2 separate regions of the Gossypium arboreum genome follow, and region 1 is linked to region 2. Evidence: chromatin contacts called from public Hi-C data. All regions are on one chromosome and are shown on one strand. Each heading gives the region's core, a stretch centred on a gene start, on an enhancer-like site or on the middle of the called end of the contact. The rest is flanking DNA. Distances are from core to core; before and after follow the strand shown. Region 1 holds the start of LOC108467086. Region 2 holds the start of LOC108461522 (calreticulin-3-like).

Region 1 (5,230 bases), core at 123-2,622, 930 kb after region 2:
CATCCCGGAGATAAAGATCCTAATTACAAATCATAAAAAGAGCAACTAGTAGTTAATTTAACCTGTAGCAGAAAAATTGTTGGCCTGATGAGAAATTACAGAAACAAACTCGGGAATTGAGGACAATGGTTGCCACTGACTTCTCCCTTCAGACCATGCAAGTGTACTTTCAGTGAGGTATCCGTTTAAGAAATGCTCTGTGCAGGCGAAGCAAATAAGCAAAGCAGATGGTTCAATAGCTCATTAGACCAATTGAACATGTTACAGATGGAACAATTGTCCTGAAACCATGCTACTGATTACTGGAACTGAAATTCAAGGAGAGAGATTCACCAGTAAATTTGCAGTACTCCAAACCAAACAACTTCATAAAACTCACAAATTACTACAAACTACAATTTAAAAAAAAAAATTGTTCTGATTTCTTTGTCTAATGCAATCTATAATACATTGATACAGAACTTAAGACAATTATTCTAAACTTTGAATGCCCATAATGATTTCAAAACATGCGTTAAGTATAAAACTTACCACGTAACTCAGAAATTGCATAAGGGCCAACATTTTGTTGATCTTCACCAAGTATATACCAGCCTACACCAGCAACTGCGTTCAAACAATTCTCAGTGCCTGAGAGGCCACACGTACTCATATTAACAAATCGCATAAAAATACCATGATAATAAGAAGGGTATTTTATTAATATTACTGCCTCAAACACCATTCTTAATTAAACAATAAATTAAGATTGGAGGAATCATTTTCAGAGAAGAAAAACATTATTATTTTTACTGAACAAATCGAAGAAAACATAACTGAAGTTATTTTCTACCCTTTTCGTTTTTGGTGCGTAAAAAACTGTTTTGAAACAAAATCAAAACGAAAAATAAAAAGAGAGAACTAACCGGACTGTGGATGGTTGTCTGAGCCATCCGAAGACAACATAGTCTGTAGCAATGCAAGCAGAGGAAGAGTATGAGATGAGACAGAGTAACAGGCACTACGGTCGAAAAAATAAAATTAAATAAAGCCGAGTGACGCATAGCCAAGCCGAGCCATAACTGAAGTAGAAATCTGCAAATGAAGTTTAGGGTTTCAAAATTACCTTTATTTAATATCCGGGTCTTTGGTTGGGTTCGTCGGAAACTTGAGTGGAAGAGAGGGCTTGGGTCAGAGATCGGAGGAAGAGGAGGAGAGACGTGAGCAGAAATGAGCTGACAGGGATACGGTAGGGCGAAGAGAGACGAGTCTGGAAGAGGGCGCTGTTCGGTATACGATGAAAAGCCGAGTTGGCCGAAATAAATACTCTTTTCGTGTAAAATTTTTATTTTGGCTCCTCAACTATTTTTTAGTATCATTATAAGCTTATAAATTAGAACGAGAGATATAATAGTCCCTTTTCAAGCAAGGATAATCAAAAATAAAAAACAAAAAATTGTTTTTGGGCCAATTTTTTTGGTTTGTGAGAAACATTTTTCTCTCGAAAAGTAACTTATTTACGAATATTCTTTTGTCCTAAAAATATTTGTTAGAAATAATACTAAACACAGTCAAAATATAAGTTTAAAAACCATATTTAGTAGAAATTGAATGAATTCTATTTTTATTTAATATACAAATAATTTTAAATTTTATAATATAAAAGATATTTTATATCTACAATAGTGAAAATAATTTAAAAGTTTTTAAAAAATATTTTATTTAGAAATATATAAAAAACTTTAAATTTTTTCAAATAATATTCAAAAGCTATGAAAGCTTATATGTTAAAAAAGCCTTTAAGAAAAATACAAAAAAAATTCATTTAAGTCACTATATTAAAGTTGCACTCAATTAAGTCACTAAACAATAAATTATTCGTCCCATTAATGGCTTTTATTATTGACAAAGTCCACTATTAAAATAAATTTGATGGGCCAATCAGTGGTAAAATATTGTAACTTCTAGTTTAATTTAATATAAAAATTATAAAATTATATAAATTATATAAATATTAAAAATATAAAACTCTATAAATTTATAAATAAATTATAAATATTATTGAAAATATAAAAATCTAATAAATTATAAAAATATATAAAATTAATAAAATTTATTTAAATTTTTGTAAAATGTATTAAAATTCTATAAAATTATTATAATTATATAAAGTATGAAAAGTATAAAAATATTAAAATTTATATAAACTTAAAAATCATAAAACTTAAATTAGACATGATCAATCGATTGGACCAATTAGATGAAATCATCAAGGGTATCGATCTAGAAAGCTATTAGATCGATTGACCTAGGAACTGATTGGTTTAATCTATTTTTTTTATTTTTAAATTTTTTAATATTGTATTTAATTGAATTGGACATACCAGACGAACTAGAAAATCAATGGCCTGACCGGTTCAACCACTAGTCCAATTTTGAAAACCTTAGCCAGAAAAATTTTATTTTGACATATTCTAATAGTTGGATAATGAAATTTTGGTTTGATAAAAATATTTTAAAAAAATCTATTCAACCGTCTGGTTTCTAGATCAATCGGTCTAGTGGTTTTCTCTGAACCAATACCCTGATAAATTTTTGACTAACCAATCTAACTAGTGATCCAATCCAATTCAATTTTTAAAAAAAAAATTATAGTTTTTATAAGTTTATATAAATTTTAATATTTTAATAATTTTATAATATTTTATTATCTTTTAAAAACTCTAATACTTTTTTAATTTTAAAAATTTTAAATCAATTTTACTAATTTTATAAAAAATATATAATTTATTAGATTTTTATATTTTTATAATATTTATAAGTTTTATATTTTTAATAAGTTTGTATTAATTTTAATATTTTTAATATTCAATAATTTTTTATTTTTTATAGTTTTTCATATTTTTCCTGTAATTATTTTTATGTGAAAATTTTTAGATTAAACTAGAAACTACCACATGTCACCAACTAATTGGTTTGCCTATTTATTTGAACAGTTAACATAATGAATGAACGATGGGCTTTATAAAGTACCACATGTCACCAATTAATTTATACAGTTTTCATTAATAATGGAGCTTGATTGATTATTTTAATTAACGACAGAATTTATTAGGTGAAATTTTTATAAAAAACTTAATTATTTTTTTAATTTTTGACATATAAATTAAAAATAATATAAAATCGAAAACTGAATTGAATTATAATAAATTATTCAAAAATTTAAAAATTCGACCAACTGAGCCGATAATGCCCTAATAATGTAGAATTAATCTTAGACCTTGAGTTGTCGGGATGCAGCTTTAACCCCCATTTGGATTAATGGGGCAAATTGCTTTTGAAATTTTAAAATAAAAATTAGATGCAACAAAATGTATTTTCATCGCAACTTTCTTCGAACACTTTTATTGGGATAAAATTCATCAAATGATAGATAATTTTTCCATTGCAAAATTCACATCCAATTGCAACAGCTTGAGTTACCACTTACATAAATAACTTTTTTATGAACTTATTTCATGACAAAAATGGATGTTTCATTAAATATTTATAATTGTGGCATCTTACCTGACGTGAACTTTCTATCTTGATATTAATTAATGGTTTAAAATTTAATTTTTAATATTTATATTTTTTATCAATTTAATTTTATTTATTTTTAGTTAGATTTAGTCTTTAATCTTTTAAAAGAGTTAAATTTGACCATTAATCTTTTAAAAGAGTTCAATTGCTATCTTTTAACAAAAATATTGACTTAAATGTTAGATTTTTAAACAAGGCAACTTGTTAGATTTTTAAACAAGGCAGCTTGCATGGCAATCTACATATTTTTTTAAATTTTAGAACTTCGAATTTTGAAATTTTTTAATTTTTTAAAAAAATTGATTTGGCATATAAAACAAATAGTATCATGTCAACATAAAGTACCCGTGAACTACCATGTGAGTTGTCACACCAACCTCATTTAAAAAATTAAAGTTTTAGTCAGTATTTTAGTAAAAAAGAAAATTTTTACTCTTTTTGAAAGGTTAATGACCAAATTTAGCAAAAAAAAAGAATAAAAGACAAATTGACAAAAGATATAAATATTTAAAGTTAAATTTAACATTTTTCCTTAATTAATTATAGTATTTATACAAACATATGTAATCATTAATAGAATAGTTGCATGCAAAATTTTAAATAAAAAATTTAAAATAAACATTTAACTATCTAACGCATAAAAACAAATCATGTTTTACAGACAAATGTGAGTCTAAATTGAGCTTACGAAAGCTCTAAAGTTAACCCGAGATCAAGTAGGAATCATTTCGAAATTAAAAAAAGAAAAAGAAAACGGTGTGTAACTTTCCTCCTACAAGTTAAACGATTGACCCTCCGAGAATGCTACATGCAACCAAGTACAGGCTTGGTTAGCTTTGCATTTTATGTTTACTAAAGACTTACAAAATATATAGTATAATTCTGGTAAATACAAAGACTTCATATAATTCTACAATTTAAGCCCATACGTGTAAATAACAATAATAACAAAGTTTAAATGAGTTCTTATAAAAAAATATGATACAAGAGTTTAAACCCATTGGTTGCCCTTATATTTACACATGTTACAAACAAAAGGTGATAGGCTCACACTAGGCTTGAAGACTCCGGCTTAGCTCTTCTTTACGTTGCACAACATTTTAAATTACCTAAAATCAAAAGAGGGAATCATAGTAAGTGATAACTCTTGAAAAGAGTTATATTTCATTCCTTTAAACCTAGATAATTGATTGTACTTGGGTACATCTAGTGGCATTTTAGGACATTTTATTAGTATTTTTATCATTTGCATTAGGAGCTTGGACAATGTTTATGTGTTAGATACTTTTAATTGCGTATGGAAGGGTTGTGTTTAGTAGTTTGGCGGGTGCAAGATGTAGAGAAAGAAATAAAGAAGTGAAGGTTTATCGGGGCAAAAGGTTGGACAGTTTGCCACCTTGTATGCCGTGGCAATTTTAGAAAAATGATCGAGTCAACATTCAACACATACCAGTTTTAGCCCAACTCTATTTGTACCAGAAAAATCTGCCTAAAAAAGAGGAGAAGATATCGTAGGCAGTTGGAGTTACCCTAGGAAGAAATGCTTATAAAAAGCCGAAGGAGGAAACCCTAAGGGTGGAGATCCGAATGCAAAAATAAAAGGTAGCAGCTGAGTAAAGAAGAAAAAAAGAAGCCGAAGGCAGTCCCTCTCAGCCACTAGAGGATACTC
Region 2 (5,214 bases), core at 2,040-4,539:
TTTCGAATTGAATAAAATTTTACTTACCCCTATTTACTAGGGGTGAGCGTTCGATCGAATCGAATCTAATCGAATGAAAAAATTTCGAGTTAATCGAGTTGACGAATCATATTTTATCATCCTAATTTGATTTGAAATTTTCTCGAATCGAGTCGAGTGAGATGGAATTCGAATCGAATCGAATCGAATTTATTTGTTCGAGTTAAATTTTAAAAAATAATTTTGGGTCCTTGTAATCACTGTCACCCATCATAATAAAATTTATCCACCTTAATCAAAATTTTATTAACTTTCATCACCTCATAATTTATTTATTAATCTTTTATATACTGGGTTAGCTTATTTGCTTGCTTAGTTTTTTCAATTATCTTTAGATTCTTGTCACTATGTATTTTGAAATTAAAAATATATTAAATGTAAAAATATGATTTTTAATAAAAGTTATTTTAAAGATAAAATGTGAATACCAATATAAAATTTTAACATGAATATTTAATGGCATAATTAATAATTTAATTTTAATATAAATGTTCAATATGACTAAACAATTTAATAATATAAATAATATAAAATGTGAAATTTAATTTAACAATATAAATAGTAAATATAAATAAAATTATTACTATTTATGTTTAGTGATTTTTTGGATAATTTTGATTTTTATTTGAGAGTAAAAGGTGAGAAGTAAAATTTAGGGAAAAATAAAAAGTTTTGGGGATAAAAGTTTGAGGGAAGTAAATAGAGGAGTAAAATTTTGAAGGAAAATATTAAAAAAATTGGGGGATGGATTTGGGGAAGATGGGAGGTGGGATTGGAAGGAAGTAAAAGTTTTAGGGGGAAAGTGGGAGGGAGTAAAAATTATGGGGGAAAATAAAAAATTTTGAGAAAAAGTAAATGAGAGAGTAAAATTTTGGTGGGAAATGGATTTTGGGTAGATTGGGGGGTTGGGATGGAAGGGGAGTAAAAGTTTTAGGGGGAAAGTAGGAAGGAGTAAAAATTTTGAGGGAAAAGTAAAAAGGTTTGGGAGTTTAGGGTAAAAATGTAAAATACTATAGTTTAATATTCGAATTATTCGAATTATTCGAGTTATTCGAATTCGAAAATTCGAACTCGAAATTAGAAAAAAAAATTCGAGTTGACTCGAATAACTCGATTCGTTTAACTCGAAATTCGAATTTTTTTCGATTTTTTCGAGTCGAATCGAGCTTTGCTCACCCCTACTATTTACACCAATCCATTATTCGAATTATTCAAGTTATTCAAATTGTAAAATTTAACTCGACTCAAACTTAAAACTCGAATAACTCAATTCAATTAACTTAAAATTTAAATTTTTTTCAATTTTTCGAATAAAATCTCATCTAAATAATTTTCATTATTTCATAAAATTGTTGTTGTCATTTTTCAATTGAGGTTTTGCACTGTATGAGTTTTTCAGTTCACCATTTTCTAATTTCAACTTAATTAATATTAAATGTTGAGAATATTGTGCATTATCTAATACCATCAAAGAGATTTGCAGAGCACAATGAATAAGAAAGCCAGAAGTTACCCAACTTTTTTATTTTTGTGTTAAAATTTAGTTATTTCATATATATATTTAGAGTTTATATATGTTTATAATTTTCTTTATTTTTTGTATTTTATAATTTTATATATATTTGGAATCATTGAAAATTTATATATATATATATATATATTTAGGATTTGTTTGATTTTAGGATTTATTTGATAAATCATTGAAAATTTTGAATGTGTTTGATAATCATTTTAAATTTTTATTTTATATAAATTTTTAATAAAAGAGGATTGAATAAGATGAGTAAGTATGTAACTACTTATCATCGAAAATATTGAGTTGATTTTGTTTTATTAAAAATGAAATAAATTATTTTAAAAAAATGAGATATTCAAATTATCATTTTTATCTTTCATATAAAACTATCCAAAATAAAATAAAATATTATATTAATAAGGTTAAAATTAAAAATAAATAATATTTTAAAATTAATATCTACTTTTATCAAACAATATAATTATATTCAACACTTATATTTACTAATTTACTAAAAGAAATTCTAATATAAATTTAACACTTATAAAATTTAGCATTAAATAATCAGTATTTAAAATTTTAATTTATTTTAGTGTTACCATCATTTATATCTTTAATATTTAAAATATTAATTTAAAAATATAATGTTAAATATTATTTTTAAAAATGAGAATTTTTTGAAGTTGTTACAAGAAATCATATATTAACGAATAAACTAATCTAGGTAGATGGTGAGTGGCTATATTTGTTCCTAACATCAACAGTGAGTAGAGACCCAAGGGGAGACTTTGACTTTGAAGGAGTCAGTCAATGAATAGTCTACAAAGTATAAACCCATTTACAAGGAAAGACCACGAACAGAGTGTTGCCCTTGAACTTCCCAGAATCTTCAAAAATGCCCCTGTTGCCCCCTTCCCTTAGGTTGGGACATAGAAAAACACTCCCAAGCAAGGGTGTAGCTAGGGGGGCTGGGATGCTCGCCTCCCTAAAATATAAAATTATATTTTTAATTCTTTATATTTTTTAAAAATTTTAAATTAATAAATATAAAATTATATTTTGTCTTGCTTAAAATTATAAAAATTTGATTTAATCATTTATAAATTATAAAGATATAAACTATAGAAAATTAAAATTTTATCCGGCCCCCTAAAAAAATTTTCTGGCTTCGTCCCTATCTCCCAAGTATAGTTTCCTAGAAACGAGTTTTGTGATACTCATGTCATTAAATTCTTGCTTTTTCTTAAACCTTATTATTAATAATAGTATGACTAAAACAACCACCCATTTGAGAATTAAAGTTAAAAATTATGTCAATTCTACATTCTCATGCTTAATTAAAAAGTTGTAATTTTCTATCTCAAACCTTCAAGTGGAAAAGATCAAAGATACTTGTTTTCAAGAGAAATGAAAAAGGATAAACTATGTATTTCTAAAATTTGTATTTTTAGCTCTAATTGTACTTATAAAACCTCTATAAAAAACATTATAATGGATTTAAAGCACTAAAATCAATTTGTTTTTCTTCACAGCTGTAAAATATAAAATATAAAAAAACCATCAAATTGAAAGTGATGTGATATATTTATTTTTTGTTCAGATTAAATTCTAAGCGTTTTGTAAGACAATTGGACATTGCAACGTCGTCCTCACTTCTCATTGGCTATCATTACAAAAATGTGGGGTCTTAACGTAATTAAAGGGAAAACAATGGCTATGGCTGTCTTTTGGCCTCAATCCTCCCCTCCTCTATTCATCTAAAAAAGCAAGCATTTGGTGTTCCCACTAGGAAATGTCCTCTAAATCAGAAATTAATTAAATACTGCATGCCATCACCGTAAATAATTGAAACAGTGAGGGTGAATAATTTTGCAAACATTCTATAACTAGCCCAAGCTTTCTCAATAGGCAGGCAGTGTGTGGTATCTCGTCCCCCACTAATGGCGCGACATTCTTCTTCTATTGTCACGCTTAAACTGCTTGTACTTTTGTTTTTGTTTCAGTTTTCAATTTCAGAGATCATTTTTGAAGAGCGTTTCGAAGGTACTGTCTTTCCCTGCATGCTTTTCATTGCAACATCTCTTAAAGTTTTTTCCTTTTGAAAAAGAAAAATTTATGAATTCCGTTCGCCACGTCATCAACTGAAAATCTTTGTCGGCTTGTTAATAACTGCAGTAATTTTTTCCCCTTACTATCTGCTTGGTTGTGGGAAGGTATGGGAATTTTGAAGTAAAAATGTAGTTGTGATTGAAATACGACACCCTTTTACATTTATCTCTTTTCCTGTTTTTTCTTCGGTAGATATGTCAAGACATTGACTAAGGTAGTGCGTAAGTCAACCAATTTATTTTAAGTTAAAATTTTAATTTCTGAGCGTTTCATCTGTTCTGCTATTGCAGATAAACAGTCCTCAAAAAACTTATAAAAGCTCAATGATTTTACTTGAACTCTTTGTTTTATAGATTAATGCGAAAGGGAAAGAAATAAGACAAGAATCTTATGATAGAGTTCCCTTTTTGTTTGTTTCGACACCCAAAGAACACCGAAAAGGAAGACCAAAAAAATTTAAATGTCAACTGAATTTTTATAAAAAAATATAATTTAAAATTGTATAAAAATTGAATTAGAGTGTAAATTTTTCCGAAATGATAAGAATCTCCTGAATCAGAATAAAATTGAACTCGAAAATTTTACCCAAATCAAAATTTATTTGAGTTGTAGTTGGTTTATTTATTTTGCAGACTTCCTTAGATGTGATAAGCCTAATGGATAGCGCGGTAAGATTGTTAGGTTTTTGGTCTTTTCTTGCTGTAAGTTTTCAAGCAAACAGAGAAAGGGGCAAAAAAAAAAAAAAAAGGTATTAAAATTAGTTGGGTAGATACTTATTATAAACTGGTTTTACAATGGATGTTTAATATGGTATCGAGTCCGGGTTGTTTCTGGCTACCCATTTGAGGTTGTTGACGTGACTGTTAAGTGGTGTCATTCTACATCCGTTGAAGTAACGAGCTTTCTGTGATTTTATATTACTTGCTCTCAATTGGCTTGCAATATATGGAACTCGTATGGGTTTTTAACTACATTGGTAACACCTGATGTTGTGAACAGACGGATGGCAAAGTCGTTGGGTAAAATCTGACTGGAAAAAAAGTGAAGGAAAAGCAGGATCGTTTAAACACACACCTGGAAAGTGGTCTGGAGATCCTGATGATAAAGGTATGCTTTTAGCTCCTGCTGCTTTATTCCAAAATGATTGTGTTGTTTGGAAAAAAAAAAAACAGAGAATTTTGGTGAATAAATGAACTTAAATCGTGTTAACCTTGCGATCAAGTTGAAGATAAAAAGTGTTTTCACCAGAATGATACCTGAGATGCCTTTTTTCGCTGATAAATTTAACTTTTGCCCAGTTGTCTCTTCATTTTGACAATGACTATAAATAATTCTGTAGGTATTCAGACGTCTGGCGATGCTAAACATTTTGCAATATCCGCAAAGATCCCTGAGTTTACAAATAAGAACAGGACATTGGTCATCCAGTATTCCATAAGGTTTGAGCAGGACATTGAATGCGGTGGCGGTTACATGAAGCTTCTCTCCGGATTTGTCAATCAAAAGAAATTTGGAGGGGACACACCATATAGGTTTGATATTGTTCTAGG

Evidence for each region. Hi-C and Micro-C count contacts between places; a contact is called where the count stands out from the background.
Region 1: a Hi-C map of leaf shows a contact between it and region 2, with 4 times the contacts expected there. The contact joins the promoter of LOC108467086 here to the promoter of LOC108461522 in region 2.

Annotation. Positions count from the first base shown.
Region 1 is chr2:35,926,258-35,931,487 of ASM2569848v2, forward strand. LOC108467086 reads right to left here and starts at 1,373. Exons shown (of 16, transcript XM_017767581.2): 1 at 1,106-1,373; 2 at 906-948; 3 at 532-606; 4 at 63-197. The coding sequence starts at 945.
Region 2 is chr2:34,996,184-35,001,397 of ASM2569848v2, forward strand. LOC108461522 (calreticulin-3-like) reads left to right here and starts at 3,290. Exons shown (of 14, transcript XM_017761390.2): 1 at 3,290-3,598; 2 at 4,664-4,771; 3 at 5,004-5,196. The coding sequence starts at 3,496.